Linked DNA regions of Mus musculus: regions 2, 3, 4, 5 and 6 are each linked to region 1. A link is a contact called in public Hi-C, HiChIP or PLAC-seq and promoter capture Hi-C data. All regions are on one chromosome and are shown on one strand. Each heading gives the region's core, a stretch centred on a gene start, on an enhancer-like site or on the middle of the called end of the contact. The rest is flanking DNA. Distances are from core to core; before and after follow the strand shown. Region 1 holds the start of Fis1 (fission, mitochondrial 1). Region 2 holds the start of Agfg2 (ArfGAP with FG repeats 2). Region 3 holds the start of Sh2b2 (SH2B adaptor protein 2). Region 4 holds the start of Irs3 (insulin receptor substrate 3). Region 5 holds the start of Mospd3 (motile sperm domain containing 3). Region 6 holds the start of Gnb2 (guanine nucleotide binding protein (G protein), beta 2).

Region 1 (4,918 bases), core at 1,186-3,685:
TCCTCAGGAAGATGCAAGGCATTCAGAACTACAGCGCCCCTGCGACCTCCGTCAGGGATCCTAACTGGGTGTGGTAGCTCACACCTTTAATTCCAGCATTTGGAGGCAGAAGCAGTTGATTTGTATGAGTTTAAAGTTATTCTGAGCCACAGAGGCCATTTCAGCCAGGGCTACATAGTGAAAACCCCGTGTTAAAAAAACCAAAACCGGGCTGGTGAGATGGCTCAGCGGGTAAGAGCACCCAATTGCTCTTCCGAAGGTCTGGAGTTCAAATCCCAGCAACCACATGGTGGCTCACAACCATCTGTAACGAGATCTGACTCCCTCTTCTGGAGTGTCTGAAGACACGTACAGTGTACTTACATATAATAAATAAATTAAAAATTAAAAAAAAAAAAAACAGGGATCCTGGGGACCGTGGGTCAGAGGCCAAATTTTATATATCTGTCACTTTGCCACAATGTTTGCGGTTTTGTTTGCTTTTCATTTTTAAAAAGATCTACTTTGTATGTACAAATGTATGTGCTTCTGTGTACATGTCAGGTGCCCACAGAGGCCAAAGGCACCCGATCCCCAACACTGGAGTTCTGGGAGGTGGTGAACCACCTGACAGAACTGGGAACTGAGCCCAGGGCTTCTGGAAGGGCAAACAAACAAACAAGCAAAGAGTTGCCAGGATCATGATGTCTCTCCGTGGTAATAGAAACCCTAAAACACCATGTCAGGTAGCTCATGACTACCTGTAACTCCAGCTCCAGGGCGGGGGTGGGGTGGGGTGGGGGGATCCAACACGCTCTTCTGAGGTCTAAGGTGTATCATCTTAAGGGATCAGGGTTTTTGTTGGTTCATTTGTTTGTTTATTTATTTTTAAAGATTTGTTTATTTATTTTATGCATGTAAGTATAAGTATACTGTCACTGTCTTCAGACTCACCAGAAGAGGGCATCGGATCCCATTACAGATGGTTGTGAGCCACCATGTGGTTGCTGGGAATTGAACTCAGGACCCCTGTAAGAGCAGTCAATGCTCTTAACCGCTGAGCCATCTCTCCAGCCCAAAATACAGCATCTTATGTGCTATTTGTAGGGGGAGAATGGCCCAAAGTAGCTAAATTAGACAACGTTGGCAACGAGAACACAGGATACCTCAGACATACACGTCTATCTAAGGACGAATAGCCATAGGCCAGGAAGAGAGTAGGATCCCGACAAACTGCAACCCTCACTCCTGTGAGGCCCAGGCCCCAGCCTCAGACCTTGCCAAGTCTGCCTGTGGACAGTGACACAGAGCTGACATTCCTTTTGCCCTTTCACCCAGGCCTCTGAGAAAGCCTTGGATTGTCTGGCTCCCAAGAAGAGTTCCTACCCCAGGCTGGACTCCAACTTGCTAAGCCAAGGATGATCTTAAACTTCCTCCTCTTCCTGCCTCCACCTCCCAAGCGCTAGGATGAAAGCCTGCATGACCATTCCCCCTCCCCACATTAGATGCATAAGGATAGGAGTTTTCTTTTTCTCAGTGCCAATCCCTGTACTTAAATAGTGACCGACACTTAGGAAATGCTCAATCAAAAATGAATGAATCAACCAATAAGCAACGGCAGGGCTAGAAGATAGATGTTCTGAATAGCAAAGACGGCAGGCACATGCAGAGTGCCTGTGATTACTGGAGGTTTCAGAATCATAGGGCAAGGGACAGCGAGTGTGCTGGCTAGTCCTCTGTCAGCTTGACACCCAAACTAGAGCTCTCTCAAAGGAGGGCCCCTCAATTGAGAAAAATGCCTCCATGAGATCTGGCTCCAAGGCATTTACATAACTGGGGGAGGACCCAGTCCATTGTGGGTGGTACCATCCCTGGGCTAATGGTCCTGGGTTCTATAAGAGAGCAGGCTGAGCTGGGTGGTGGTGTGTGCCTTTAATCCCAGCAATCAGGAGGCAGAGGCAGGCGGATCATGTGACCCAAGTTTTCCCCTTATAGCTGGAACCCAGGCAGTTGTGAGCTATGTGGGGTCTGGCAACAGAACATGAGAGCCATCCATGGGCCTTTAACCCTGGACTGTGTTTCCTGGGTTTTCTTCAGAATCCTATTAAGAATGGCTGTCCACTATGGTCATGTGACCCAAGTTTTCGGAGGGGGGAGGTGGGGGAGTGCGTGGAGCATGGAGAGGGTATAGCTACCAATTCCTCTTGCTTTATGAGAGACTGAGCATCTCTTTGTGAGAGACTACACTGAGACCCTCCGGCCCCTGGTACTCATTAGGATTTTATTGCAAACATTGAAGATAATCCAGGGTCCTAGAGTGAGGGGTTCTTACACTGGTTCCTAGGATAATGTGATGCAGGGAGGATCTAGGACATCAGGGGAGTCCAAAGAGAGCAAAGTATCCCAGCGTAGGCACTAGTGCCCCCGCCCGCCCCAAGGCAAAGGAGGAAGGGGCGGGGCCTCCACAGGTCGATGCCGGAAGTGCCTCTCCGCCCCTGCTACTGGACCATGGAGACTGTGGCCCAGTAGAGACCTTAGTGTGAGGCTTTCAGGGGCGGCGGCCATGGAGGCCGTGCTGAACGAGCTGGTGTCTGTGGAGGATCTGAAGGTAAGGTCTGGGACGGAGGAAGGAGAAGGGCAGAATTGGAAAGGGCAGTTCCTGAGGAGAGCTGACTGAGGCTAACCAGTGCCGGTTTCGTCTTTCTTGGCAAGCTGAACTACGGCTCCCAGCAGCCTCTGCGGCATCCTGCTTCTTGTGGGAATCGGCTTCGTGTCCCTAGGCCTGACGGGAATTGTAGCTTCCCGGGTTTCAGCAACTCAGACCTAGGCCTGGGGTCTTAGTGTGATGCAGAGCTGGGAATTTGGGGTACTCGTGTGCAGGGATGGAGTAGTATAGTCACTGGTGTAAATTTTCGCTAGTGTTTAGTTCCTCACGGTGCTATTTTCACCGCATCCTTGTAGCTGTGTTTTCTTTCCTCTCCTAGAATTAAAGTAAGGCAGATCCAGGCCCAAAAGAGTAGGGTGGGACGGGACCAGCGGCCTCAAGGGAAAGGCCATGTAGGAGGTCGTTTAGCTCTGGGACAGTATGTTTACTCTTCAGACACTTGGGGTCAGCTGGTTTGGGAGCAGTGCCTCCAGCTGCCACCAGGTGGCATCTCCTCTTGGTACCACTAGGGGCTGGGTTCACGGACCTTCCGAAGGGGAGGACACAGCATGGGACCCAGGGGTGGAGATGACAGAAGCTTCGGGGTACCAAGATCTACAAGGGAAAGGCGGCAGGGAGGAAAATATGATCTAACTGGGATTCAGACATCAAGTTAGCTGGAGAATGATTGCTGCTCTTTGTTGCTAAATGGTCACTCTTCTCTCTAATGACAGAATTTTGAAAGGAAATTTCAGTCTGAGCAGGCAGCTGGTTCTGTGTCCAAGAGCACGCAATTTGAATATGCCTGGTGCCTGGTTCGAAGCAAATACAATGAGGACATCCGCAGAGGCATCGTGCTGCTGGAGGGTAAGGCGCTGGGCCCCACTTTCCAGCCGCCAGCCAGCCTGACCTCTACTGTGCTTGACCTCACCCCTCCAGGACCCTTTCCAACACAGAACCCTCACCTTACAGCACATTTGTCATTCAGTAACCACCAGTAACTTCACTTGGAGAAAGGGCTAGATTGATTCTCTACGTCCCCAGCATCTGAACAGTCATTCAGATGGAAAATGCTGTAGGAAAAAATGCTCTCAGGCTGGGGAGACTCAGTGCATCCTGTCCAGGCATGAAGACCTGGGTTCAAATCCCCAGCACCCACAGCAGCAGCTGAGTGTGGCCATCCGAGTCTGTATAGAGAGTAAGCTGGAATCAGCTAGAGATGGCTTGTTGCCATCTTAGCCCAGGTTCAGTTGGAGACCCTTTCTTTAGGGGATGCTGTGGAGTGTGAAAGCACTGGCCGTCCTCTGACCTCCATGCTTCCATGTGCACACACACAGTGTACACAAAACACTTCTGGTATAGTTACTAATTGCCGTTAATATAGTGTTTACGTTGTATTGGATAACAGTCATTTGGAAAATTCTAGAGATTTAGAATATCTGAGGGGCTAGTGGTATCAAGGCTGTGTGACCCCAGCACTACAAAGGTGAAGACACAGGAACATAGTTCAGTAGTCGAACATTGACTGTGGAGATAGAGGCAGGAAGGTCAGAAGTTCAAGGCCAGAGTCAGCACATCCTGACCAAATTTGAGGTCAGCCTGGGCTACATGAGCTCCCTGACTCAAAGAACACTGCATCTTTGGGGACTATAGGTGCATTCTATGCAAACACCGTTTAATTTTATAGACGGGCCTGCCGTCTGTGCACTTTGAAGTCTGGGGGCTGTGTTGGCATAGTCCCAGAGGCTGTCAAGGGACGACGCTGGGAACAGAAGACTGCTGTATCATTAGTCAGTTGACTTTGACACAGGACCTCTAACCTGTGCGTCCTGCTTCAGCTACCTCAGTGCTGCGAGTTCAGGGGTGCCGCCAGCTCTGGGGTCTCTAAAAGCAAATACTGTCCCCCTACTTTGATCAGTTTGGACTTTTAGGTTTCTTTTACAGTAGAGCACAGCAGTGGGAGTGGTGTCAGCATTTGAGTCCTGTTTGGAGACACAGTGCAGACCCTGAGGAGACTGTAGCACTGCACAGCTATTTAGTGCCGAAGTGGTGGCTGCCGCACCACGGAACTCCAGCGCTAGAGAGGCTGGGGCAGCCTGATGGGGAGTTTGAAACAAGCCCGGGCGGCATAGTGAGTGCCTATCTTAATACCGTCCTACGGGGATACACACACACAGAATGAAATGAAAAACAAGTCAGACAAGGGTCACTCAGGGAAGATGAGTTATAGGAAAGGGGGGCAGGTTGTGGGCCTAGAGTGGTGATTCACACCTTTAATCCCAGTAGTAGGAGGAG
Region 2 (4,918 bases), core at 712-3,211, 720 kb after region 1:
TTTGATCTCCCATCTGTCGCAAAAGAACAATACTCCTTGGTTTTTTTTTTTTTTTTCAGGCTGGTATGCATATAAGAACAGGAGAGCTTTCCTTATTAAATAAATAAATAAATAAAATAGCAGTGTACTAAAATACTAGAAAACCAGACAAAAACGAGTCCCTAAGAAAACCAAAGATCTCGAACCCAATGTTAGTCAAATAATTCCTAAGGAGAAGGAGCTTACTAAATAACTAGAAATCTGGGGTGGTCTGGGCTGAGGGTAGCATTGTGGATTTTACAACCAAGCCTCTGCTCCCCAAATTTACAGTTTACCAGATGAGACTCGGCAGTACACTTAGGAAAGACCCCAAAGCATGCCTGTAACCCCAGCCATTACAGAGGTAGAGGCAGGAGGACTCTGAGTTCCAAAGCCACCCCTAGCTACATCATGAATTAAAAGTCACCGTGGACTGTATGAGACCCCGTCTCAAGACAAATTAAAAAAAAAAAAAATGGACTGGTGAGCTAGCTAGCTCAGCAAGTATGGGAGCTTACAGCCATGCCTGTTGACCTGAGTTTGATCCCCAGGCCCCACACGTAGTGGAAGGAAATTGCTGATTCCTACAAGTTATTCTCTGATAACCACACAAGCCATGGAACCTACATGTCCCTACAGTGCAAAGTAAAGAAATCAAATGCAACTTTAACGGGGGCAGAGGACGAAATGGGGAAAAGAAAAGAATATGCCATTCTGATCCTCATCTCTTCGGGAAAGCTAAGCTGTCCGCCAGGATAACCCTTTGGCTCTCTGCCCTTAGTATATTTCGTAAGTCATCTACCCTCTAGCTAGCATTCCAGAGCCTGAAAGATTAGGATCTGCACCTGATCCCTGGCTTCATACCTGCCACTCTAGGCTGTCAGCCTGGGCTAATGCGTGGAGCATTTTCCATTCCCTTCTAGGGTACTTTTGTCTTAGGCTCGACTTCCCTATTTCTTTCCCTTCTCCTTCCACCCCGTTCCCCTCCGCTCCCCTCCTGGTGGAGCGGCAAGGGTCTCATGGTTGGCCTTGAACTCCTGATCACCTCCCCCTCAGTGTTGGGATTACAGGCGTGTACCACACTACTCGGGTTTTATGCAGTGCTGTGGATGGAAACTCAGGGCGCCGAGCGTGCTAGGCAAGCACTCTACCAACTGAGATACAATGCAACCCCAGCTAAAGTTCCCTTTAAAGGTCTATGTCAATTTCTGGCCCTTTAAGTCCCTCCCCCACCCCACCCCAGTCCCTCCACACTTTCTCTCTCCCCACCTGCAATTCGCCTTCGCCTCCCCCAGGGAGTTTCTCCAATCCTCTCCTCGTGTCCTTCTACAGCCCCCACCCTCCCTCTGCAGCGCGACTCCACTCCCGTCTTCTGTCCCCCTGCGCTTTTTCCCTTTCCCCCACGACACACCTCTGCAGCAGGCGACCTTCCACCGCCACATCCAATGCCGGGGCTACCCCTCTGACCTCCTGGATCGCCCCGAGCTCCTGCAGACTCACTTCACCCGAACCAAACCCAGTTCCCCCCCCCCCCCCCGGATCCACTCACAGGAGGCCGGAGCAGGTGGTGCAGACGAAGCTGCCCACGGTGATGTCCACATACGTGACCCCGCGCTGGGCGCACTCGAAACAGTGGCGGTTCCCGGCCTGGCTGCAGCCGCCCAGCTCCCGCACTCGGCGGCACCACACCTCCGAAGCGGCTTCAGCCTCCGCTTTGCTCCCTCCGACCCCGCCACCCGGGCCCGGGCCCTTCTTAGCCGCCATCACCATCTCTCCTCCAGGTTCCTCTGCAAGTCAGCGGTCGCTCCCCTTTAACCGCTCGCTGCCTTTCCCGCCTCCGCCGCCTTCGCACGCCCGGCAACCCTGACACCAGCTCCTGCAGCCCCGACCACGACCGCGAGAGACTCTGCCGCCCCCTTCCTCGTCCTGTTCGGCACGCTGATTGGCTAGTCTCCCCCCACCTCCTTGCTTTAATTGGTTCGATTCGAGACGGCCTCCGGTTGCTGGAGCCTTCAGAACCACGCCCCACTGCCACCCGGCCTTCTGTCTTTTCCATTGGTTCACAAAGACCCCCACCTTGCAAGTACAATGCGTGCCCTCCTCCTTGTCCCCGCCCCCTCTCGCCACGGACTCCTATGCTGACTCTGATTGGTTGTTAAGGTTGCAAAATTAGCGTGCGAGAGAAAGGAGGTGTTCGGCGCGTGCGTAGTGCTCATCCTCCGGATTGATACTAATTCCCGCCAAATTTCAAAGGCTCGTTCCAGGCTGAGCCAGGAGACAAGAAAATCGGAAAGAAATTGCCCTAGGATGAGCTGGAGGAGAAAGGGAAAGACAGAGAAGGGGAGTGCTTTGTAAAAGATACTTTATTTATCCAAGTCATAGAAAGAGCCCCCACTTTAGAGTCAAGTTAAAAACCTGAGGTAGGATGCAGAAGGGATGAACGGCGTTTGCCACTAACCTTCATTCCCACTCCTGTAAGAAAACCGACTCCTATAAGCTAGCTGCCTTCTGATTTCCATGAGTACACACACACACACACACACACACACACACACAAATAAATAAATGCATGTAAAAAATATTCAAGAAAACATGTTGAAGTGGATCACAGAACTGGTTTGTGGCTCAGTCAGAATTTGAATCTGAGTCTTTTGATTTTAAAAGCTCTGCTCCGTGGCCAGGGATGTATCTCAGCTGGTAGAGTGCACTAAGCGCGAGGTTCAAGCCCCCAGCACTGCATACAACTCAGCGCGGTGGCACAGGCCAGTAATTCCAGCATTTGGGAAGTGGGGGTAGCAGTAGCGGTACTTCAGAGTCATCCTCGGTCACTGCCTGGAAAAGGAAAGGCTGAGAATAAGCAGGTTTAGGGATGCTGGCAACCATAAGTCAGGACTTTGGTTTCAGACATGCCAATGGGATGCGGGCAGATGAGAGATAGGTTTCTGAGTTATTGGTACCCAGGAGCCCATGGGCTAGATGAGGTTGCTTAATTGTTGTCATAGCTGCAAGTGTACTTCCCCCTGAGCTGTGGTGATGCCAAGTCCCCATGTACACATGCAAAGGAACCATTTTGCTTCATGTAAACCATGGCTGCATGCCTTGGATTCCAAGCAGGTGGATCGCTGTGAGTTTTAGGCCAGCCTGGTCTATGTAGTGAGTTCCAGGGGATTACACAGTGAAATCCTGTCCCCCACCCCACCCCCACCAAAAAAAAAGCCTCTTGTACATTTTCAGAGTTCAGCGTTCAGCATTTCCCTGTGCTGGCCATTTCTTGCACAGCTTCTCTTTAGCCAGTGGTTATTTCTTCACCCCTTAAAATGTTACCCACCACAAGTGAATAAATGGGCAGGAATTGGGGTGACCACTAGACTCTGATAGCTTCCAGTCTGTCTTTTGCTACAGGGTGTGGTCTGCAAGAGCAACCAGAGGGTGCGCTTCCTCCTCCTGTCTCTACTCCACCCAGGCCATATCAGAGAGTGACAACCCTATTTCCCCTCATAATCAGCAAGAGCACAGGCAGCCCGGGGACTCCCTCTTCTGCTATTGCTCCTGTGGCCTGGTGGGGAGGGCTTGGTGGCTTTCCTGGTAAGAAAAAGGCCCTTCGCCCTTGGGGAGTTAAGTCTACAGAACCCAAGCAATAGGGGGTGGGAGGTAGAAAGCAAACTTTTTTTTTTTTCAGCATGTTGCAGTGGGAGCTGAAGAGATGTCTCAGCAATTAGGAGCATTTGCTGCTCTTCCAAAGGATCCAAGCTTAGTTCCCAGTTCCCACGCTGGATGACTCACAATCATTATTACTCCAGCTCTAAGGGATCAATGACTTCTGTCTTCAGGACACTGGCATGCATGTGGCAACCGCCTCCCCCCATCAGAGCAACACACACACACACACACACACACACACCAATAATTGGGGGTGGAGGAAACGGTAGTCATAGCCTAAGTTGGTACTTTAGTCAGTTAAGTGCTCACTGTGCAAGCATGAAGACCTGAACTTTATGTGAAGAGACCCATGTGAAAGGCTACATGATACATGCTGGTAATCCCATTTCTGGGAAGGAGACAGGCGCATCCAGTCAGCCTAGCCTAGCTTAATCAGGGAACCCCAGATTCAAATGAGGGACCTTGTCCCAGAAAACAAGGCAGTGAAGAGTTTCTTATGGTGGCAAACACATTTAATCCCAGTACATGGGAGGCAGAGGCAGGTAGATCCCTGTGAATTTCAGGGCAGCCTGGTCTACATAGCAAGACAGGACTACGTAAAGATACTCTGTCTCCTCCAGCCCCCACCACCAAAAGCAAACAAACAGAAAACCAAGGTGCTTAATAATAAGAAAACAAGGGGCCGAAGAGATGGCTCAATGGTTAGGCGTATTAGCTGCTCTTGCAGCAGACCTGAGTTTGATCCCCAGTACCCACATGGTGGTTTACAAACATCTGTCCCAGGGGATCTAAAGCCTTCCTCTGACTTCTAAGACCCCAGGCATGCATGTGGTATACACAGACATATGTACAATCAAAACACCCATACACATAGAATAAGATAAATACATCTTTAAAAAAAAAACTTTTAAAAAACCAGTGAGCCGGGCGTGGTGGCGCATGCCTTTAATCCCAGCACTTGGGAGGCAGAGGCAGGCGGATTTCTGAGTTCGAGGCCAGCCTGGTCTACAGAGTGAGTTCCAGGACAGCCAGGACTACACAGAGAAACCCTGTCTCGAAAAAAAAAAAAAAAGGCTGGAGAGATGGCTCAGCGGTTAAGAGCACCAGACTGCTCTTCCAAAGGTCCAGAGTTTAAATCCCAGCAACCACATGGTAGCTCAAAACCATCCATAACGAGATCTGACGCCCTCTTCTGGTGTGTCTGAAGACAACTATGGTGTACTTACATATAATAAATAAT
Region 3 (4,918 bases), core at 1,090-3,589, 720 kb before region 1:
CTTCACAACTGGGGGAAAGAAAGTGTGAGCATTAACTCTCTACTCCCCAAAACTGCTCAGTTCCGGATCACCCACAGTCCTCACTACCGAGGGTCACTCCTTCCAGGAGCATGTGTAGTCCTTACCGAGACTAAGGGAGATGGGTTCAAGAAAGCAGTAGCTGGCAAACTCTGGCTCTGTGGCCCTGCCCCATGAAACCCACCCTGCCTCAGGCTGGTGAAGCAGCCTACTTAGCAGGGGAAGGCGCTCACCATCTCACCTTGTGAGCTCACCCCTGGAGCCCCACATAAAGGTGGAAAGAGAGACCGAAAAGTCCACAGATCTTTGCATGTGCTCGGAGGCATATGTGCCCACACACATCACACACACACCACTCCCACCACCACCACCAACAGGAATAAATATAATTTAAGAATCAATTAAATATGTATAGCATTGGAAATGTAAATGAGCTAAATACCTAATAAAAAATGGAAAAAAAAAGAATCAATTAAATACAGGCAGAAATCTCTCTCACTTCAAGCCTGGTCTACATAGAGAGTTTCAGGCCATAGTGAGACTGTCTCAAACAACAACAACTAAGCAAACAAAACCATGATGCCTCACACTAGCCGAATGGGATTTTGAAAGATTTTTTCCCCCCCAGACATCTTGGAAATCAAAAGATATATATTGAAGGTGATACAGTGTAGCGGTTTCAGATTCCCCGTTCCTTACAGCCTCCTGGGGGAACCACTTATCTGGGGGGTGACTGCCCAAGTAGGAAGGGTGCTCCCCAAGAGGAGCAATTCCATCAGATCCCCTGGCAGAAACACTTATTTGGCACACGAGGTAATTCAGCTCAGGGGGCAGACAGAGATCAGGTTGATGAGATGGCTCAGTGGTAACAAGACGTGCGCCAAGCCTGATGACCTGAGTTCGGTCCCCAGAACCCATGTAAAGAAAGAACTGACTCTCGAAAGTTGTCCTCACACACTCACACACACACACACACACACACACACACACACACACACACTCATAAATAAACAAGCAAAAATTTTTAAAAATTCCACAAAGGGGCAGAGATGAAGCTCAACACTGGTCTGACAGCCCCACCCCCTACATCACCTCTGGTGAACTAGACTCTGGTTTACCCACGTTCACAGCCTCTTTGGGGGATACCCTGCGACTGTCCGATCACTGCAGACTTCTGACCTCAAAGACTCCACTGAGGGACTCTATGCGAGGGTGGAAGGGTAGGAAAGCCCTGGCGCGTCCCAGCCTCTGCCTGGCTCCGGCCCGCAGCCCTGGCGCGTTTCCTACACGCGCAGCTCACAGGTTCATCAATGGCCTAGGCCGAAGGGGCTGAATGGAGGGCACTAACCCGCCCCTTCTTAAAGGCGCCGGCCTGTCACCCTCGGCGATCCTCCTCTCAAACCCGGGGCTGCTCCGGAGCTCCAGAGTGGGCGGGTCACGAATAGTGGCCGTGGGAAAGAGGGCCTGGGCCGGAAAGAGAGTGTCCCCACGGGGTCACTGTGGCCCAGCGAGACCCCAGCGTGTAGCCATCACCCTCATGCTGTGTTGACCCACCTCCTCCCAGACCCTGGAAGAGACCTGAACGTCCCCTCCCCCCAGCATCGGATCCCTTCCTGTAGAGGACCAGCTGCGCTCGCCCCTCCAACCAGCCAGGGTCTGATGAGGGGAAAGGGGCTCAGCTGCTCCAGAGGTGGCTTCTTTCTCCCACCTCAGCTTCCCGTTACTCTCCACTTCTCCTGGGCAGTGGGTCTAGGATCCGATCCCAGAGGGGTTCATCCCCCTCTGTCGCGCGTCCTCCTCCCTCCCACCGGTGCACACAAAGACACGCTCGGACCCGGGCGCGTGCGACCGCGCTTCCCGGGGAGGCGGTGAGCACACACCACACACCTCATCACACACACACACACACACACACACACACACACACACACACACACCCTCGGGGACAGCTGGGCACCGGGTAGAGTAAAGGACCGTGGGGACAGGGAGCTGAGAACAAGCAGGCCGTACCTACAGGCGCGCAGCTTCGGCCGCGCGGGCTGGGGCGCCGGAGGAGCGCTGCCCGGACCGCGGCTGGGATCCCCGGACCCGGTGGCGCATGGCCCTCCGGGCCGTAGCTCCGCCCTTGGTGGCCGGTGGCGGCGGCAGCGGGGGTGGCTCCCGCTTCCCTGGCCTGCAGCTTGCGAGGCGGTCTTGGCGGTCCTGGTGCGGCCCCCTTGAGGTTCTCTCCCTCTTCAGGCTCCCGAGCTCCGCGCGCTCCGATCCCAGACTCGCGCGCCGCGCGCCCCTGGCCCTCCTCCTTGCCTGAGCAGCGCGCGCCTCTGGGCCCCGCCCCACCACTAGCCCCGCCCCAACACGCCCCCCCGCTTCAGGCCCCTCCTTTGCCGCACCCCCCGCCCACGCGGCGCGAGCCACTAGCCACGCTCCCAAGTCCTTCCCCAACCCCCAACCCCGGCTCTCTCTCCGGAGCCCCAGTGGCGCCGGCTAACCGCTCTGTCTTCCTCCGGACAGTGGCTGAGCAGAAAGACCCGGGTGCCCAGGTCTCGTTGCCAGTCGAAGGAATCCCTCTCGTGTGGGAGCGTCTCCCGAAGCCCAGGGTGGTGGCCCCCAAGGGCAGGATTGGAGGATGTTCTACGTGATGGGTCACCCCGGGCGTGGACACCCTATAAATGTCTCTGGGTTACTGAGAGTCAGACAGGGGCGGGCGCTGTAGGCCGACCCTCCGCCAGAGGACAATGGAAGCCTCGAGGAGGTCCAGATGTCGCAACCAAGGAAATGTCTGTCTGGTTCTCAACATCCAGGAGCCCAGAGCCACGCCCCCTGTCTTCCTCCTGCCCTCGGGGTGCGGGAAACCGCCCAGGATTTCGGATCTGGGGAAGAGCTCCTACACACAGGTCCTCCCCACTCAGCTTTACTCTGGTCCCACCAGGAGAGGTGTCTGAGGTCGTCCAGGATTCTGCGAAGTCCTCACTCTGGGTTGGCGACAGAACCAGAACTAGGTATTGCCTGGCCTGACTTCTCTGGTGGCGCTCTAGGGCATCCCGAGGGGTAAAGAGACCAGAGGAGATGGAATAACCTGGTGACTAGAGGCGCGGGGAGGAGTCAGATGGGGTTGACACATGCCCATAATCCCAACGCGCTTCGGACGGAGGAGGGAAGCAATAGTTTGAGACCAGCCTAGGGTACATACTGTCTCAAAAAGCCAAAAAACGAAAAAAACGACAAAACCCCACAGGTGTGTGAGGGGATGCTCAGAGGTGAGGCCTGTGGCTTCTGCAGTGGATATGGTCCCTTGGGCCTGCTCTCCTCTCCTCCTTGCTCCCCATTTCAGGGAGACTTCTGTCTGTGTTGACCTCAGGCTGTGATCTGCCTGGAGTGCCTCCATCTGCTGCCCTCCTCCCACACGGGGTGGCCTCTGACCTTTGTAAAGTCCTTTCACTCACAGGAAATCAGATTCACTGATTATTTTCCAGGAAGCAGCAGGGGTGGCATGGGGCTGGGGGAACTGGGCTGACATTGGAGAGATGGGGTGTGCTGAGCACATGGGAACTTGCTGGGGGCCACCGAAACCAGCCAGACCTCTGTTGAGGCCTGCCTGGGTACCTGTTTCTTCTCAGCCACACAGGGACCAGCAGCTGCCCTGTCTCTAGACCTGGCCAGCAAACACTTAATGAAAGTTTAGGCTGGAATCCAGCCATTGATTGAACTCATGTGGCTGTGAACCAGGAGGTTCCCAGTCAGGAAGGGTAGTATAGGGGTGAGAGAGAAACTGAACCCCTGGGTGGTCTGGCTATAGAACCCACTGTCCCCACTGCTTAGGGAGATGGGATGCTGGGGACATGAAAGAGGACTTACCTGGATCTAAGTTGTGGCTTAAATTCAATGGTGAGCTGTCAGTGACTGGCGAGGATTCTGGGATGGGAAACCCAGAATAAGACAATGGTTCTGATCTCTCAGAGGAGGAAGTGAGGAGTGAGTCTAACCCACATGAGGAACTGACAGGACACATAGAAGGAGGGTGGCAGTGATTGGCTGAGAGCAGCTGTCATGGAGATTGGAATGAGGTTTAAGGGTGACAGGTGCATCCGGGCTCCCTGAGGATAGAAGACTTTGGGGCCTTGGAGGAAAATCAGCTAGGACAGATGATAAGGGGTGCTTTTATGGTGGGCTCTGAAGGAGGGGCCTCCCTGGATGCAGAGATCAGAGAAAGCTTGGAATTAAACCTGACATGGACATAGCCCAGTGAGTCTTTTTTTAAAAAAATATATTTTATGTATATTAGTACCTTGCACACAAGATGGAATCAGACAGGTGTCAACTACTGTGTGGGTGCTGGGAATTGAACTCAGGACCTTCAGAAGAGCAGTGAGTGCTCTTAACCACTGAGCCATCTCTCCAGAACTCCCCTCCCGGCCTTTCTTTTTCAAAGACAGGATTTTTTTTTTTTTTTTTTTTTTTTTTTTGGGTAGCCCTGGCTGTCCTGGAACTCACTCAGTAGAACTAGGCTGGTCTTGAACTCACAGAGAGCCACCTGCTCCTGGTCCCTGAGTGTTGGGATCAGAAGCGTGCATCACCATTGCCCAGCTCCCAGTAAGTCTTGCTTTGTGAGTGGGACAGACTGGGGAAAGTTGGTTCTCAGATTGCTGGAGTGTGATGGCTTTGGTACATTTGGCAAGCAGGGACCCAAGAAAAAAAAAGATGCACGCTTCATACATAGCTCTGGGGCACAAAGAAATAGAAGCAGAGACTCCCCAGAAGTTGACAGGGAGGTGACATGAGCCTGTTGGGACACGTCAGGCCCTCAGCCATGGCTGGTCTGACTAACTGATGAGTACTCTGTCATGTGTGGTTTTATGAGACAGTGTTGCTGTTGTAGCTCAGACTGAAGTAATGATCCTGA
Region 4 (4,918 bases), core at 841-3,340, 680 kb after region 1:
CTTCTTTTCCTCTCTTCCCTGACCAATGCCTGGGTCTCCTCACCTGACTACCTCCCAAAAGTTCTAGAACTTGATGCTGGCATAGCTATGTGGACTCTTCCCTGGGGCTGCTCCAGGAACCTCCAGGGGAGGGACCAGGTCCAGGTCCACATAGTTGAGGCAGCTGTCCAGAGACCCCAGCCTAGCACTGTCCGTTCCTACATAGTCGGGGATGGACATGTAGTCCCCAGAGAGCTCTGACCCTTGGGAAGAGCGGGGCTGAGCCACTGTGGGTCTCCATCTGTCTCTAAGGCTACAATGGGCACCCGGATGCCCAAGTTCAGACTCCCTGGCCTTGAGCTCGTAGTAAAAAGGCCCAGGTAAAAATCTATTCATGGGCACATACTCTGTGCTCTCACAATCCTCGAGCTGCTTATTAGGATCTGCCCTGGCAGGGGTGGGAGGAAGGCCTGGGGGCGCCATCCACATATAGTCACCTGCTTCTCCTCCCCCCATGTGGACATAGTCATTCCTGACTCCCATGGTGATGTAGTTCCCGCCCAGATCTAGTCCCTTGTAGGAGTGTGTTGACCCCATCCTTTCCAGGGGCTTGAAGTAGTCCTGCTTTGCTCGCTCACTGGGGCTTCTTGCTTGTGCTGCCGATGCAGGGATTTCATATGGTGTCGGGGTAGGAGCTGCAGGAACACTCTTTGGAGGATTTCCCTGTGGCGGTGGCTCAGCTTTGCCAGCTGCATTGCTCCCCAGCCGCTTCATGGCAGCCAGGACTGTCTCATGAATGCTTTGGGCCACCACTGCATCAGGAGCCTGCAGCCAGAGCTCACCAGGACCAATGGGCGCTGAGCGCCCGAGTTCCAGGAAGAAAAAAGAGTCTGCGTGGCCACAGCGGCGCACACTGAGCAAGGACAAGCGCAGGACTGGTGGTGGCGTTGCCCGGCTGTCTCTGGAACCTTTGCTTCCAGGCTTTCGCAGGAGGCTCAGGGCCCCAGAACCCAGGCACAGGCGATAGCTGCCGCTGCTCAGGCCTTGTGCTCTCCCCAGCCCCTTGGACCGCAGTGTCACAGGCCAGACGTCCTGGAATGGGGCGAAGATCCAAGACTCAGGGGCCTCTTGGGGACTGAAACCTGGAGAGAATTGGCAAGTCACCGGGAGGCAGGGGTTGGGGTCACCGGGTCCCAGGTGACCAAGACGTTTTATACGTCTTTTTTTTTTTTTTTTTTTTAGCTTAAGATTTGAACCTCAGGCCGGGCGTGGTGGCGCACACCTTTAATTCCAGCACTTGGGAGGCGAATTTCTGAGTTCGAGGCCAGCCTGGTCTACAGAGTGAGTTCCAGGACAGCCAGGGCTACACAGAGAAACCCTGTCTCGAAAATAAAAAAGATTTAAACCTCAGTTGATCTGAGGGAAATGGGTTCAAGATAAACTAAGTCGGCAACCCCCTGACCTCCCCGTCGCTCACCCAAGGCTCACCCATAGCAGTAGCAGCAGCGGCTGCGGCGGTGGCGCGCACCTCGAGCAGGGCGCTGTACCATGCTTGCTGCTCTGCTTCGCTGGCCGCCGCCACGCCCAGGCTGCTGTCGCTGGTATAGATGACGATCAGGTGGCGCTGACGGGCATCCGCGCGCTTGCTAATAGTGCAGGCACCCTCCAGGCTAACGGTACGCCGGGGTCTAGGTGGGCGGCAGCCGCTGGCCAAGAACTTCTTCTCGCTCTCGTAGCACTCCAGGCGTGGTGGGTCAGCGCGCAGCACGAAAAAGCGGCGGCGCTGGGACTTCTGCTTCCTCAGATGGCCACAGAGCCGCACGTCGGGCAGGCAGGGCCAAGGAAACGGTGAGCCGAGGGACACGTCGGTGCACTCGCCCCCGGAGGAGACTGTGGGGCCCGTACCTGCAGGCTTCATTTCCAGCCAAAGACAGTAAACTGTCCCCAGAAGGACTGATTTGAATGGGTCTGGCCCCCTGAGCTACCACCCGCTTGGAACAAGTAGCCCTGGGAAACTGCAGCCGGCCTAGCTGCCCTGCATCTCTCCACGCCCTCTCCTGACTTGGAGTGAACAAGGAGCCTGTACACAGGAGTGCGTGTGTCCCAGTGGCCAGTGACACCAGGACTCCTAGGTCTAAGGGAGGCTGACCTAGCTGGGTCAGCCTCCTTGTTGGAATCTCCACCCCTTCAAGTTAACCCTCCCACGCCCGAGTGCAGGAATTTGAGTTTAGGATTCATAGGCTAGAGTAGGAGCCCTGCACCGCTGGGACCAAACTTTCACAGGGGCGGGGAGTGAGGGGGGGCATCTCTACCAATCAGCTGACTGGATGTGGGGGTGGAGGAGTACCGCCAGAGGCAGCCCGGGGCAATCTCGAAAGCCAGAAAGCCAGGGTGCAGAAGAAGCGGCTGTGGTTAGCAGTGATGGCACTAGTAATTAGAAGAGTGGCCTGGCCTAGCGGGCCATCCTGATAGCGGCAGTTCTCCAGGGAGGAGCCTCCGAACTGAGCCTCTAGTTGTATAGGTCCTCAGTGTTCTTTCCTTTCCTACCCAGAGATGATCTTTGTGTCTTTGCTTCTGAGCTATCTGAGTTTGGGTTGATGGATACCCCAGGATAGGAAAACCAAACTAGATTGGTCTCTGGTAACCAACCGCACCCCCACCCTCTCCAGATTCCCACGCATGCAAATGTCCACTGAAGGATGTGTGAAAGAGGACTTAGTCTCTCAGAGACACCTTCCTCAAAGTGCCCCTGACCACCAGCCAAATGCCAACTTGAACCTGATGGTGGCTGTGGTCACAGGAGCTGGGATCCTGTGGCAGACGTCCTGGTGAGCCCGTGTATCCTGAGAGGTTTGGGTGGGGCTGGAGATCATAGGCCACAAATGCACATGCTTATTGGAGGCTGGAAGACAACCTCTCGTATTCCTCAAGAGCGATCCCTCTTGTTTTTGAGACAGGCTCACTAGAACTTGTCTAGTAGGTTCGATTTGCAGGCCTGGAAGGCCTCAGGCCTATCATATGTCTGACTCCACTTCCCCTGCCTGAGGTTACAGTGCATGCTACCACACCCAGCTTGGAAAATAGTACGTGTGTTGTACAGGCTGTCCCCTGCATGTGGTCAGAGGTCAGCTTTTGGAAGTGGGTCCTCACCTTCTACCTTTTTTTGTTTGTTTGTTTTTGTTTTTTCGAGACAGGGTTTCTCTGTATCGCCCTGGCTGTCCTGGAACTCACTTTGTAGACCAGGCTGGCCTCGAACTCAGAAATCCGCCTGCCTCTGCCCCCCAAGTGCTGGGATCAAAGGCGTGCACCACCATGCCCGGCTAGCCTTCCACCTTTTTGAAGCAGGGACTCTCTCTGCTGCCGCACTGTGTACCCCAGGCATTTAAAGATAGTAGTGGCCATTATTTTTTTAGGCAGGGTTTCTCTGTAGCTCTGGCTGTCCTGGGACTCAGAGAGCTGCCTGCCTCTGCCTTCCGAGTCGTGTCCTGTTGTAGTCTTCTAGCTTGCTCTAGAAGTGCTGGGGTTGTGATGGACTGGGATTCTACTTTCCATGTGGGTTCTGATGATCAAATTGGGGCCATTGGATCTGCACAGCAAGCACGTTTCTAATTAGACTACGTCCCCAGCCCCTTGGATATTTTGTTTCTCTACATTAGGGTCACATGGGGGTGGGGAGTGGTGTGACACATTCTGACAAAGCTTAGTTGACAAGTCATGGTACCTTAGCAGACCTGCCAATGCCCTAATGTCGTGGCCAGCAAAATCCATGTGGGGAAAGATAACGGTATACAGAGAAGAAAAGGCCAAGCCCTGAGACCCTGGTAGGGGACTTGGGGGAGGGGCTCCCTTAGGTAAGGGACCCATGTAACAGGTAAACAGAACCAAGACAACCTGGGTCGGTCGTCTTCTCAGCATAGTTCAGGGGCAGCCCAAGCAGCAGAGGTCTATGACCCATTTGTGATCCTGAATCCTAGAGAAATCACTGCAGTATGAAGCTGGGTTGGAATCCGTCCCCGCCCCAGTCAGGTTTCTTTGTGAAGTCCTGGCTGTCCTGGAACCCCCTTTAGAGGCACTCAGAGATCTGACTACCCCTGCCTCCCAAGGGAGTGCTGGTCTTAAAGGTATGCACCACCATTGCCTGTCTGGTTATAAACTGCACATCTTTGAGCCCCCTTTCAAATGCTACACGGAAAGCAGACACCCACTACCAACAGACATCATAGGTATGGGCCTTTCGTGCCAGAGGCCTGCCCCAGGTGCCTCCCAACCGTGCAGAGCCCCACCCAGAGCTGAAAGAAATATTCAACGTTCAGTCGGCAAATCCTGGAAGATGGCCCCGTAGATAATGTACTCATGCAAGTTTGAGACTTGAGCTGGGTAGTCAGGTTACACAGCTGGACATGGCCATGTGCAGCCATAAACCCAGGGCTCTCCCAGTGAGAGGGGAGCGGAGACAGGATGGTTTCCAGACACTCTCTAGCCTGCTAGCCTGGAGTATGCAATGGCGAGCAAGACTCCATCTCAAAGGAAACTGAGCTTCACTCCCTCAGGATTGAGTTGAAGCATCCAGGAAGGGTCTTTTCCTATCTTCTTCCTGCCTCCCTGACCCTGGTTATCTTGCAAACATCTGTCCTTGTGAAATCACATCTGCTGTCACAGAGGCTGCTCCAAATGTTCTGTGTCACTCAGCCCTGGAGTGCTGGGTAAAAGATAAAGCAGGAAGCAGCAGCCACCCAAGGACCTGGGGTGTGGACTAAGAGAGAGCATAGCAGTGTGCAGTAGTGTACAGAGAGGTGAGCAGTGTCTGGTGACGTGATACGCTGGGTACCAGAAGCCTGGCTTACCTCAGTTGCCATAGCAACAACTCTACCTAAGCACATATTTTATAGTCTTCTGAAACCTCAGCAACTCAGGAAGTAGCATATCTGGGGCTCTGCTA
Region 5 (4,918 bases), core at 1,215-3,714, 640 kb after region 1:
TGGTCCCCACTTCCTCTTGCCTTCTATACTATGTTCTCAGTGTCCTGGGCTGACAGGAAGGGACCTCTGTATCTCTCATATCAAGCATACCAGAGCTGACTGCTCGGGGCTAGAGAGATGGCTCAATGGTTAAGAGCACTGACTGTTCTTCCAGAGGTCCTGAGTTCAATTCCCAGAAACCACATGGTGGTTCACAACCATCTGTAATGGGGTCTGATGTCCTCTTCTGATGTGTCTCGTTATATATATAAAATAAATAAGTAAATTCTTTTTTAAAAAAGAGAGAGAGAGAGAGAGAGCTGATCACTCAGTACAGGTTTTTCATTGAACTGAACATAGCTGGCACCTGAGACACTGCAGTTGGAGCTGGAGAAGAACTTGTCTCTCTGATTAGAAGTTAGAAACCAGGACAACTGCAAAGTCTTCTTCCTCACACCTGATAAAAAACCTCAAGCAGGATTATCTACACACACACACACCACACACACACACACACACACACACACACACACCACACACCACACACACCACACACACACACCACACACACACCACACACACACACACACACCACACACACACACACATGACACACACACACACACACCCACACACACACACACACACACCCCCATATACAGCACACGCACACACACCACACTCACACACACACCACACAGACACACACCACACACACACCACACACACACACACATACCACACACACACACACCACACACACACACACACCACATGCACACCACACACACACATACCACACACACACACACCATACACATACACAGACACACACACAGCACACACACACCCCTGAGCCCAGAGACTTCTTCAAACCCCATTTAGTTTCTTTCTAGGGTATTGCGACTGCGTCTTCTCTCCCTACAGAGGTCCCCAGTGCAGGGCTGGGGTTACTGCTCAGCAGTACAGTACTTGGTACCTGGTAGGCCTTTGCCCAGTACTGCAGAAAACCAAGACCCGTGGAGAGATGACTCAATCAAAAAAAGGGCTGACCATGCAAGCATGGAGATCTGAGTTCAGTTCTCCAGAACATACTTAAAACTGGGCATGGAAGTGTATGCCTATAATCCCAGTGTTTGGGCGGTGGAGGCTCTGGATTCTGCACCGCCCATCCAGTCTACAAATGAATGTATATTAGGTTCAATGAGAGAGCCTGTCTCAAAACAACTAAGGGTGAGAAGAGACTGCACATGTGCTCAAGTCCATGCATAAGGACCCACATGCATATACTCACACAATACATATACACAATACCACACACACACACACACACACACACACACACACACACAAAGAATCTGTTCAACTCACTCTCCTGAAGATGTCTGGCTGGGGTCAGTCCTGTCCACACAGGAGGCCCTGGGTTGGGCGTTGGCTCAGAATGTCCCTGAAGCTCCAGGGGGTACGCTGGGGCTCGAAGAACAGAGGTGATGTCTTTTCTTCCAACCACTCGTCCCTCAGTCCCCTCCTCAGACAGCTCAATGCGGAATCTGTCCTGGACGTCATAGTGGCTGGGGACGGGGGCCACGTGCCGTATCACACTGAACCATTGGGAGGAAAGGAAGTGAGAGGCAACCAACCATGTAAATCCAGATCTCCTCCCCAGAAACTTTTCCCAGAGTGACTGCAGTCAGCAGGAGAAAAGACAACAGGTAGCTGTGGTGCCTGGCTGCTTCCCCAACCTCCCCACTCACATGTCAATGCAGGACTGAGGCTTCACATATCCCTCTGCATCGAATACCGTGTATTTGGCAGGTGCTGTGCACAGAACTGTCAGATAAAGATACGCGAAGAGATCTTAGGCAAGTTTTACTTATAGTGCTCCACCGGGGCCCCTCATGTCAGCAACCCCGGAGATGGACATGATTTTTTTTTCAGACCCAAAGCTAGGCATCTTGCCTCTTGATTAATTCCTCCAGCCCACACAGTCTTCCCATATCCTGCTACTAACCCCCAGAGCCCTAGCTCTAAGGCGCCCGTCTCTTCACCTCGGAAGCGAAGCGCAGTTCCCGTGGGGTTGTAGAGGGTCAGCAGCTGCCGGGGTCCACTTCTCTGGTCCGCCCTGAATACTAGATCCGGGGGAAAGACCAGCACCGGGACAACGGGTCCTGAGGAAGGAGGGGAGCCCCGGGACCCCCGCCCAGGGGCCCCCGGACCCACCAGCTCCTGGTCCTGGGGCGCCCCACGGCGCATGCAGGCTCTGGGCGGTCGGACATCCGAGGGCAGAGCTCAGGAGGACAAGAGGGTCTTAGAGTTTAGGGCTAGTGACGCGATGGATGAAAAGAGGACAGGGGGAGATCATGAGCAGAGCGAGGCCTGATGTCACCACTGCCTTGGAACCCCGCTAGATGTGGATCCTGCAGCCCCGGGCCCCGGTTCCCAAACCTCCTCTCCTGCCAGCTGGGCCCCAGGTTCCTATAGGCCCCGCCCCCAAACCGCACCGCAGTGGCCACGCCCACCTGGCTAAAATCCGTCCCGCCTCGTCGCTTCCCAATCCGGGTCTTCCGGTTTGGGGCGCAGTAAACCCGCCCTGTTTCTGACCACGCCTTTTCCGGGTCTTCCCGCTCCGATCTCCTGACGGACTCTGCTCTTTGAGAGTCCCTGACCTCCAGGTCACCGAATTGTGTCCCTGTGCCCTTTCCTTGAGCTCGGCATATGCTCTGCTCGGGATCCCGCCTGTGAACAGCCGCTTGTACTGTGATAATCACCTCGCGGTCAAAGTTTCCTCCGGTCAACTTGTGACCAAATTAAGGGCGCCATCTTCCCGAGAGTTCCTTTATGCACTTCCGCCGTACGGCCTCTCTTATTGGTGGGTGCTGAATCCCTTCCGCCCCAATGTTCGCTGATTGGTGTTCTTCAAAGACCAAACACGCCTCCTTTGGCACCACTGATTGGCTTGATCTTGGTAAGAATTTTATGTGTCCTGAGTTCCTTCTCTGTCTGAGAGTTAAGTGCGAGAGGCGGGACTGTGAGCAACGACCTAGCGTTTGTTTATCTGGGCCTGGGAAACGTATGATTAAGTCAGTAATCAATAAGCAGAACTGGATGAGGCAGGAACTTTTTTTTTTTTTTTTAAATAAGAGGGTTAGTGCTGAAGGGTTCGGACCCAGGTTCGCTTCCAGCATAGACATAGTGACAACTATAACTCCAGTTTCTGGGAATCGAACGCCCTCATTTGACCTCTGACAATACGTGGGTCATATACATGTAAAGAAAACTTTCGATACTAAAGATGTGCCTACAAACCAAAACAGGAACCACCAAGAAAGCAGGAGAACTTTTTCTAAGCCGGCGCTCCGTCAGGACGAACATGTTCAGCTCGAGCGCCAAGATCGTGAAGCCCAATGGCGAGAAGCCCGACGAGTTCGAGTCTGGCATCTCTCGGGCGCTTCTCGAGCTGGAGATGAATTCTGATCTCAAGGCGCAGCTGCGGGAACTCAACATCACCGCAGCCAAGGAAATTGAAGTTGGTGGTGGTCGGAAAGCTATCGTAATTTTTGTACCAGTTCCTCAGCTTAAATCTTTCCAGAAAATCCAAGTCCGGCTAGTGTGAATTGGAGAAAAAGTTCAGTGGGAAGAATGTAGTCCTCATTGCTCAGAGGTGGATTCTGCCCAAGCCAACCCGGAAAAGCCGAACGAAAAATAAGCAAGAAGCGCCCCAGAAGCCGCACCCTGACAGCAGTGCACGATGCCATCCTTGAGGACTTAGTCTTCCCAAGTGAAATTGTGGGTAAGAGGATCCGTGTGAAACTGGATGGCAGCCGGCTCATAAAAGTTCACTTAGACAAAGCACAGCAGAACAACGTGGAACACAAGGTTGAAACTTTTTCTGGTGAGTACAAGAAGCTCACAGGCAAGGATGTTAATTTTGAATTCCCAGAGTTTCAGTTGTAAAGAAAATGACTGAATAAAGTGTCATTCATAGTTAAAAAACAAACAAACAAACAAAAAACCAGGAGAACCATTTGGAAAGGGGAAGGTGATAGGGGACAAGAGATACAGTGGGGGTGATTGTGATCAAAATACATTTATACACGTTTTATATACAAATTGATCAATTTATTTCTGTAAAACTCATCTGTAATTAATATGATTAGAAAAAAGACAGAAAAACAAAAAGGAAAAGAAAACTACCAAAAGTAATCAGGCACAGTCCTGTAGTTTCAGTAGGGACAGGTGGGATTGCCACAAGTTTGAAACTCACCTGGTCTGTTACACAAAGGGAGTTCTAGGCCAGCCATGGCCACATAGTGAAGTCTTGTCTCAAAACCCACAAACATTGGAGGTGGGGAGAGATATGGTAGCACACACCTCAAATCCAAGCACTCTGGAAGCAAAGGCAGGTGGATCTCTCTGAGTTTGAGGCCAGCCAGGGGGTATAGTGAGACCCTATCTCAAAACAAAATAAAATCAAAAGCAACAACATTGGACCAGCAAGATGGTTTCACGTGGTAAAGGTGTTCGTGTGGAGCCTAAAGACCTGAGTTGCATCTTCAGGGCTCACTTGGTGGGAGGGAAGAACCAACCTCCATGTGAGCAGAGCTGTGTGTATATATGCACATACTCATATGTGGAAGTGTGGACGTGTACACCTCAACGGGTAACTGTAAAGCTAGGTGTGGTGGTGCACGCCTTTAATTCCAGCTCTTGGGAGGCAGAAGCAGGTGGATCTGCCTACAAAGAGAGTTCCAGGACAACCTATGCTACACAGAGAAACCCTGTTTTGGAAAACCAAAAATAATAAGTAAATAATAAATGTTAAAAAAAATTAAGTTATTTTTATGGGAAAGACTTCCCTGACAACTGATTTATCATGCTTTTGCTTGGTTTTGTGTGCTTATTTTGTTTCTTTATTTTTCAAGACTAGCCCTGGCTGTAG
Region 6 (4,918 bases), core at 1,522-4,021, 570 kb after region 1:
AGACATTTGGAGACCAGGACTCCCTTTCTCCTCCCACCCTGCAACAGACAGACACACACCGGCCACAGGCAACCCATTCTACTCAGGTCAAAGGGAAGCAGCACACTCAAGCCACGCCTGGCTGGGCTCGGCCTCCCCATCACAGCCACCAGGCCCTCACCCGGATCTGGTTCCGGAGCTGCTCGGCCTCCTGTCTCAGTTGCTCCAGCTCACTCATGGCGCCGGGCCCGTGGGGCGGGGTTGGGGGCGGCTGGGGGCCGCGGGACGGGGGCTGGGGGAGGCAGCTCCTGGCCGCTGGCCCGAGGCCTGGGGGGTTGGGGGGGAGAATGCAAGGCTGACGTCAGGTCCCAAGACGGCCCGGGAAGCGGCAGGGAAAGGCGGGGTGGAAGCGCACGGCCAGGAAAGGATCTGCTAGGCAGGGGGAACAGAGGACGTGGTACCCAGGGAAGGTTGGGGTCTCCGGCACCGAAAGACGTTGCGTTGCCAAGGAACAAACGACTTCCCCAATCTTCCTTCAGGGCCCCCGGAAACGGAGTGGGAAGTGCAAGAGGAAGAGCAGGGGAAACCCCTCCCTCGGACAGCAGCCCGGGCGGGACACTAGGGCGGCAGGAACTGGGGATGGGGGGGGGGGGAGTCCCTTCGAAAACAGACCTGGCGTTCGCCCCAGCCCGCACAAGGCGCCGCCCTCCCAGCACCTAATTTTAAAAAGGGGCGGTACCTCTTTAAATTCACCCCCACATACCGCACACCCTCCACACACACCCCCAGCTAAGACAGAGGTGGTGATGGGGGGGGGGGAGGATGAGGGGAGAAGCTAGGCTGTTCGTGGGGTTGCCTAGGCAACCGTCACCCGGACTAAGAGCACCTCATTGGTGAAGTGCCCCCACCCTAGCCTCGTTGCCAAGGCAACCGCATCCGCGGCAGAGACCTGTAGGGTGGGTGACCCCACCCCCGGCCCCCATCGCCCCCGCCCGACCTAGACTCCCGCCTCTTACCCAGAACCGGCCAGGGTGGCTGTTTACAGGATTTGGGAAAAGCCGATTGAGCACTAATAGGTTCGGGACGGCTCAACCCGGGATAATCCCCATTCCGGGCCGGCTGCACCCCATTAGCTGCTGGTCAGTGCGAGAGTAGCGGGGAAGGCAAACCCCCAAGCCGCCAGCTCCCTTCAGCGCCGAGGTCGCCCGCCCCGCTGCGCCCGCACAAAGCCCGTGGGAGCCTCTCAGAAGTAATTAGGGCTCCGAAGAGAGGCCCCTGGCCCCGGGGCGCGGAGCTGCTCTCTCCCAGGCGCCGGCGAGCGGCCCCAGGCGGCTCGGCCCGATGCCCCTAGGCACCCCTAGAGCCCAGCTCTGTGCTCAGCAGCCCCCGAGGCCTAGCTGGCACCACTCCAGCCTCCGACGTCCTGCCTTCCCGGGACACCTGTGCGATCTGGCCGTGTACACTGCACTCTGGCGACCCAGGCGTCCCCCACCCAGCTCCCACTTCCCCCAGACACTGGGCGTTCCTCTTCCCCGAAGATATTTCCCCTCCGTAAGTTCAGCTTTCTGCGCCAGTGCCAGAGGATGCCCCTCCAAAATGAGGGAGGGGGCAACGACATAGCTACCACCCCACTCCAGCTGTGAACAAAAGCCCCTTCCTTCCAGCTGACAGCAGCCCAGGCCTGGCCTCAATGACACAGGCCTGGGGCAGAAGGAAAACAGGCCAGGAAGAAGACACTGGGTCGGGGGCCATGCTCCCAGCCCTTAGATCCCCATTACCCTCCAACGTTCCCTCAGCAGCTCCTCGATTCTAGGGATAAAGCAACCATAGCCCCCCCTCCAAAAAAAAGGGTGCCACCGCCTCCGCAGGTGTGAGAGGAGGAAAGAGAGGGTCCTCAGATCTGGCAGCTGGACGGCGCGGGCTGGCCGTGCTGCGAAGTGCAGTGGGCCAGGCCCTTCAGCTCGTAGGACCTCCATTTTGCCCAAAAGAAAGCTGGACGAAGGGGACAGGCGACTAGGTGCCAGACCTGGGTAAGGATTTGTAAAAAGAATAAGGTGCTGAGATCTCCAGCTTAGGGGTCGGGACTGAGAAAACACTGCCAGAGCCCGAATCAAGGGGCAGTAGGGTGGAGACGAAGACAAGGGTGGCCTTGAGGCCTTAACTGGATCTCCTAGGATTCTGGAGTTCTGCAAGGCTAATGCAAGCAAGGGTGTGAAACGAGTGGGCACGAGGGCTGTTACCCAGGGGCAGGCAGCAGGGTGGTGGTGGGGAAAGGGGGCGGGACAGGACATAGAAGAAACCCAGAATTTAGCCCCCCAACTATTAAGGGATCAAGAGGCAGGCGGGGCTGGGATGAGGGGGGTCTAGATTTTAAAATAATTGCCACTGATATTGCAGGGAGCGCATGCATTATTGAAGCCGAGGGTCCCCCCCCCCCCCCCAGTTCCCCTTCCGGGTTTGGAAACGACCGGGCCAGAGGAAGGGAGGGGAGGTCTGGGAGTTACGTCCGTTTCCCAAGAGCCAAACCCGGGAGACGGAAGGAACCGAGGCTTCCCCCTGCCACACACACACCCGTGGGAATTTGGGGCTGGGGGAGATGAGGACTCCTTTTATCAGCGGAGGTACCTGAGGTGGTGGGACTCTGCCAAGGGGTCGCTTGGAGGAGCGCGGGAGGTCCTGTCTTCCTCCGCGGCGGAGGCGGCAGCGGCGGCGACGCGGATGGATTTCCTCAGTCACCCCAACTCAACCGTCCAGCGCAGCTCTCCCCAGAGCGGAGGGATCCCGCCCGCCAGTGACGCGGCCGTCGCCGCCGCGCCCAGGGCCAGGCTGGACGAGACCAAATACTCAAGTGTGTGGGGGGGAAGGCTAGAAGCGAAAACACCACTCCAGGAGCAAAAGATGCCTCAGCCACAATAAAAGCACAATTCCACGTTTTTCTAACTCATCAAAGATCACACGACGTAGTTTATTTCCAGAAAAGGAGCAAGACATCCTCTCTAGGGACAGCAGAAGTGGTATAGGCATAAGGGAGGGGGGAAAAAAAAAATCCCAGGTCACGTGATCGACCTCCTTCAACCCCCCCCCCCTCCGGATTGGGCGGCTCCAGACTGGAGGCAAGAAGGCCCAATTCTCGGGTTGGCCACGCCCCCTGGTGAGGCCACTCCCTTCCCGGAGGCGGAACTAGGGAAGTCTAAACCAGTGCAGGACAGTGGGGCAGAAAAAGACAGCGAGTGGTTGGTGACCACTAGAATCCCATAAAATGCAAGTTAGAGGGAATTACACCCAGACAGTTCTTCAAGCGCAGCACTGTGAGGGGTTGTAGGCTTCCTAGACTAGGCCTCATACCGCCGCAGCAACAGTCCATATTTATTGATTTGCATACTTAAAGGTTTTTGTTTTATGATAGAGTTTCAGGAGCCCACCACGTAGCCCAGGATGACCCTAAACTGATAATCCTCCTGCTTACATCTACCAAATGCTGGAATTACAGATACACAACCCTGTGCCTGATTTATGCAGGGTAGAACTTAGGGCTTCATACATGCTAGGCAAACACTCCACCAATGGAGCCACATCTCTCACCAATACTTTTGTTTATTAATCCTCATGATGCTGACTATGGACTCAGGCTGCAGAGTTGAGATGCGATCTCAACTTTAATAACCATTGAAGAAAACTACACTGTGGAGCACCCCACCGAGGGAACACAACATAAGAATGTGCCTGGATTTCCATATCTGTTAAATGAGTATATTGAAGGTTACCCTTGAGTCTCCTGGATTGTTGGAGAACTGTCCCGTCCCCCGTCCCCCCATAGATTGTGAAAATGTTTTGGTAAAGTCCGAGTTGTCCTGTGGCCTTTGAGACAGTCCTCGGAGTTTAGGAGATCAAAACACACTATTCAGCCGGGCAAGGTGGCACACACCTTTAATCCCAGCACTCGGGAGGCAGAGGCAGGTGGATTTCTGAGTTTGAGGCCACCCTGGTCTACAAAGTGAGTTCCAGGACAGCCAGGGCTATACAGAGAAACCCTGTCTTGAAAAAAACAAAACAAAACAAAACAAAACAAAACAAAAAAAAAACACTATTCAAAATAGACTGTAGTGAAGTATACTCGTAGAGAGGAAAGAATAGAAAGTTCACATTTGTCTTCACCCACATATTGAACTAGAGGCCAGCCTGAGCCACAGGAGACCTTGTTTCAAAAAGTGTGTTGGGGGACAGGGTTGGAGAGATGGCTTAGTCAGCAAAGTGCTTACCATGCAAACATAAAGACCTGAGTTTGATCCCAGAAAACCAAGTAAAAGAAAAAAAAACCCAGGCACAGTAGCCACACCTATACTATAGCCCCAACACTTGCAGGCCAGGATGGAAAGAGCCCTGAGAGTTTGCTGGTCAGGGAGTTCATGTGAGAGCTCTCAAGTTCTGTGAGAGATCTTGTCTCAGATATTAAAGCAGGAGCAGCTGGCTTGGCAGTTAAGAGCACTTACTGCTTTTCAAGAGGACCAGGGGTCAGTTGCCAGGCCTCACATGGTGTCTCATTACCTTCTGTAACTCCAGTTCAGGGAATCAAATGCTCTCTTCTGATGCACCAGGTATGTCATGCAATGCGCACACGTGCATACATGCAAAATATTTATACACGTAAAATAGCCACAGAGTAAATGAGGATGCCCCCACCCCCCTCTGCCAACTTAAACCTCCAAAGCATCAGATGTGGTGGCCCACACTTGTAAAAGCCAGACCTCCATAACAGCACCCTGTCTCAAAACCACAGAACAGAAAGCAAAACAACACCAGCAAGGCCACTCGTTCACCTTTCCCTTTAATTGACATTTATTACGCACAGATTATTACACGTGCACTTATGAATCCCATGACTTATATAGATAACAGGTTAAACATTACAGTTTGGAAAAGATCTTATAGATAGTTTTAC

The links. Promoter capture Hi-C pulls out the DNA fragments that hold promoters and counts their contacts. A called contact is a pair of places that touch in the nucleus more often than the background predicts. HiChIP or PLAC-seq counts read pairs in DNA pulled down with a chosen protein or histone mark.
Region 2: a promoter capture Hi-C map of pre-B cells shows a contact between it and region 1, with 4 times the contacts expected there. The contact joins the promoter of Agfg2 here to the promoter of Fis1 in region 1. A contact is called at or near these places in 2 of 39 promoter capture datasets (liver and pre-B cells) and 1 of 115 datasets of contacts at active chromatin or transcription factors (pancreatic cancer cells).
Region 3: a promoter capture Hi-C map of embryonic stem cells shows a contact between it and region 1, with 2.8 times the contacts expected there. The contact joins the promoter of Sh2b2 here to the promoter of Fis1 in region 1. A contact is called at or near these places in 4 of 39 promoter capture datasets (the SN4741 cell line, embryonic stem cells, hippocampal neurons and 1 more), 1 of 15 datasets of contacts at CTCF or cohesin (large pre-B cells) and 7 of 115 datasets of contacts at active chromatin or transcription factors (bone marrow-derived macrophages, craniofacial prominence, embryonic stem cells and 4 more).
Region 4: a promoter capture Hi-C map of embryonic stem cells shows a contact between it and region 1. The contact joins the promoter of Irs3 here to the promoter of Fis1 in region 1. A contact is called at or near these places in 3 of 39 promoter capture datasets (the C10 cell line, embryonic stem cells and liver), 1 of 115 datasets of contacts at active chromatin or transcription factors (bone marrow-derived dendritic cells) and 1 of 9 other capture datasets (liver).
Region 5: a contact with region 1 is called in an H3K27ac HiChIP or PLAC-seq map of embryonic stem cells, with 7 read pairs. The contact joins the promoter of Mospd3 here to the promoter of Fis1 in region 1. A contact is called at or near these places in 7 of 39 promoter capture datasets (the HPC-7 cell line, the SN4741 cell line, cranial neural crest and 4 more), 3 of 115 datasets of contacts at active chromatin or transcription factors (bone marrow-derived macrophages, embryonic stem cells and pancreatic cancer cells) and 1 of 9 other capture datasets (embryonic stem cells).
Region 6: a Hi-C map of natural killer cells shows a contact between it and region 1, with 7 times the contacts expected there. The contact joins the promoter of Gnb2 here to the promoter of Fis1 in region 1. A contact is called at or near these places in 5 of 39 promoter capture datasets (cranial neural crest, frontonasal cranial neural crest, hippocampal neurons and 2 more), 2 of 484 Hi-C or Micro-C datasets (the G1E-ER4 cell line and natural killer cells), 3 of 115 datasets of contacts at active chromatin or transcription factors (bone marrow-derived dendritic cells, bone marrow-derived macrophages and embryonic basal ganglia) and 1 of 9 other capture datasets (adipose tissue).

Annotation. Positions count from the first base shown.
Region 1 is chr5:136,959,642-136,964,559 of GRCm38.p6, forward strand. Fis1 (fission, mitochondrial 1) reads left to right here and starts at 2,436. Exons shown (of 5, transcript NM_025562.3): 1 at 2,436-2,587; 2 at 3,358-3,490. The coding sequence starts at 2,543.
Region 2 is chr5:137,682,792-137,687,709 of GRCm38.p6, forward strand. It overlaps Agfg2 (ArfGAP with FG repeats 2), which reads right to left and starts at 1,962. Exons shown (of 12, transcript NM_178162.3): 1 at 1,568-1,962. The coding sequence starts at 1,788. Gm15498 (a long non-coding RNA gene) reads right to left here. Exons shown (of 2, transcript XR_003956003.1): 2 at 2,594-2,850.
Region 3 is chr5:136,242,601-136,247,518 of GRCm38.p6, forward strand. Sh2b2 (SH2B adaptor protein 2) reads right to left here and starts at 2,340. Exons shown (of 9, transcript NM_018825.4): 1 at 2,029-2,340. Gm30408 (a long non-coding RNA gene) reads left to right here and starts at 2,835. Exons shown (of 4, transcript XR_868600.2): 1 at 2,835-3,017.
Region 4 is chr5:137,643,624-137,648,541 of GRCm38.p6, forward strand. Irs3 (insulin receptor substrate 3) reads right to left here and starts at 2,091. Exons shown (of 2, transcript NM_010571.3): 1 at 1,468-2,091; 2 at 1-1,121. The coding sequence starts at 1,897. The coding sequence ends at 64.
Region 5 is chr5:137,598,244-137,603,161 of GRCm38.p6, forward strand. It overlaps Mospd3 (motile sperm domain containing 3), which reads right to left and starts at 2,465. Exons shown (of 5, transcript NM_001254762.1): 1 at 2,028-2,465; 2 at 1,734-1,809; 3 at 1,351-1,580. The coding sequence starts at 2,232. It also overlaps the pseudogene Gm7285.
Region 6 is chr5:137,530,535-137,535,452 of GRCm38.p6, forward strand. Gnb2 (guanine nucleotide binding protein (G protein), beta 2) reads right to left here and starts at 2,772. Exons shown (of 10, transcript NM_010312.5): 1 at 2,605-2,772; 2 at 161-306. The coding sequence starts at 217.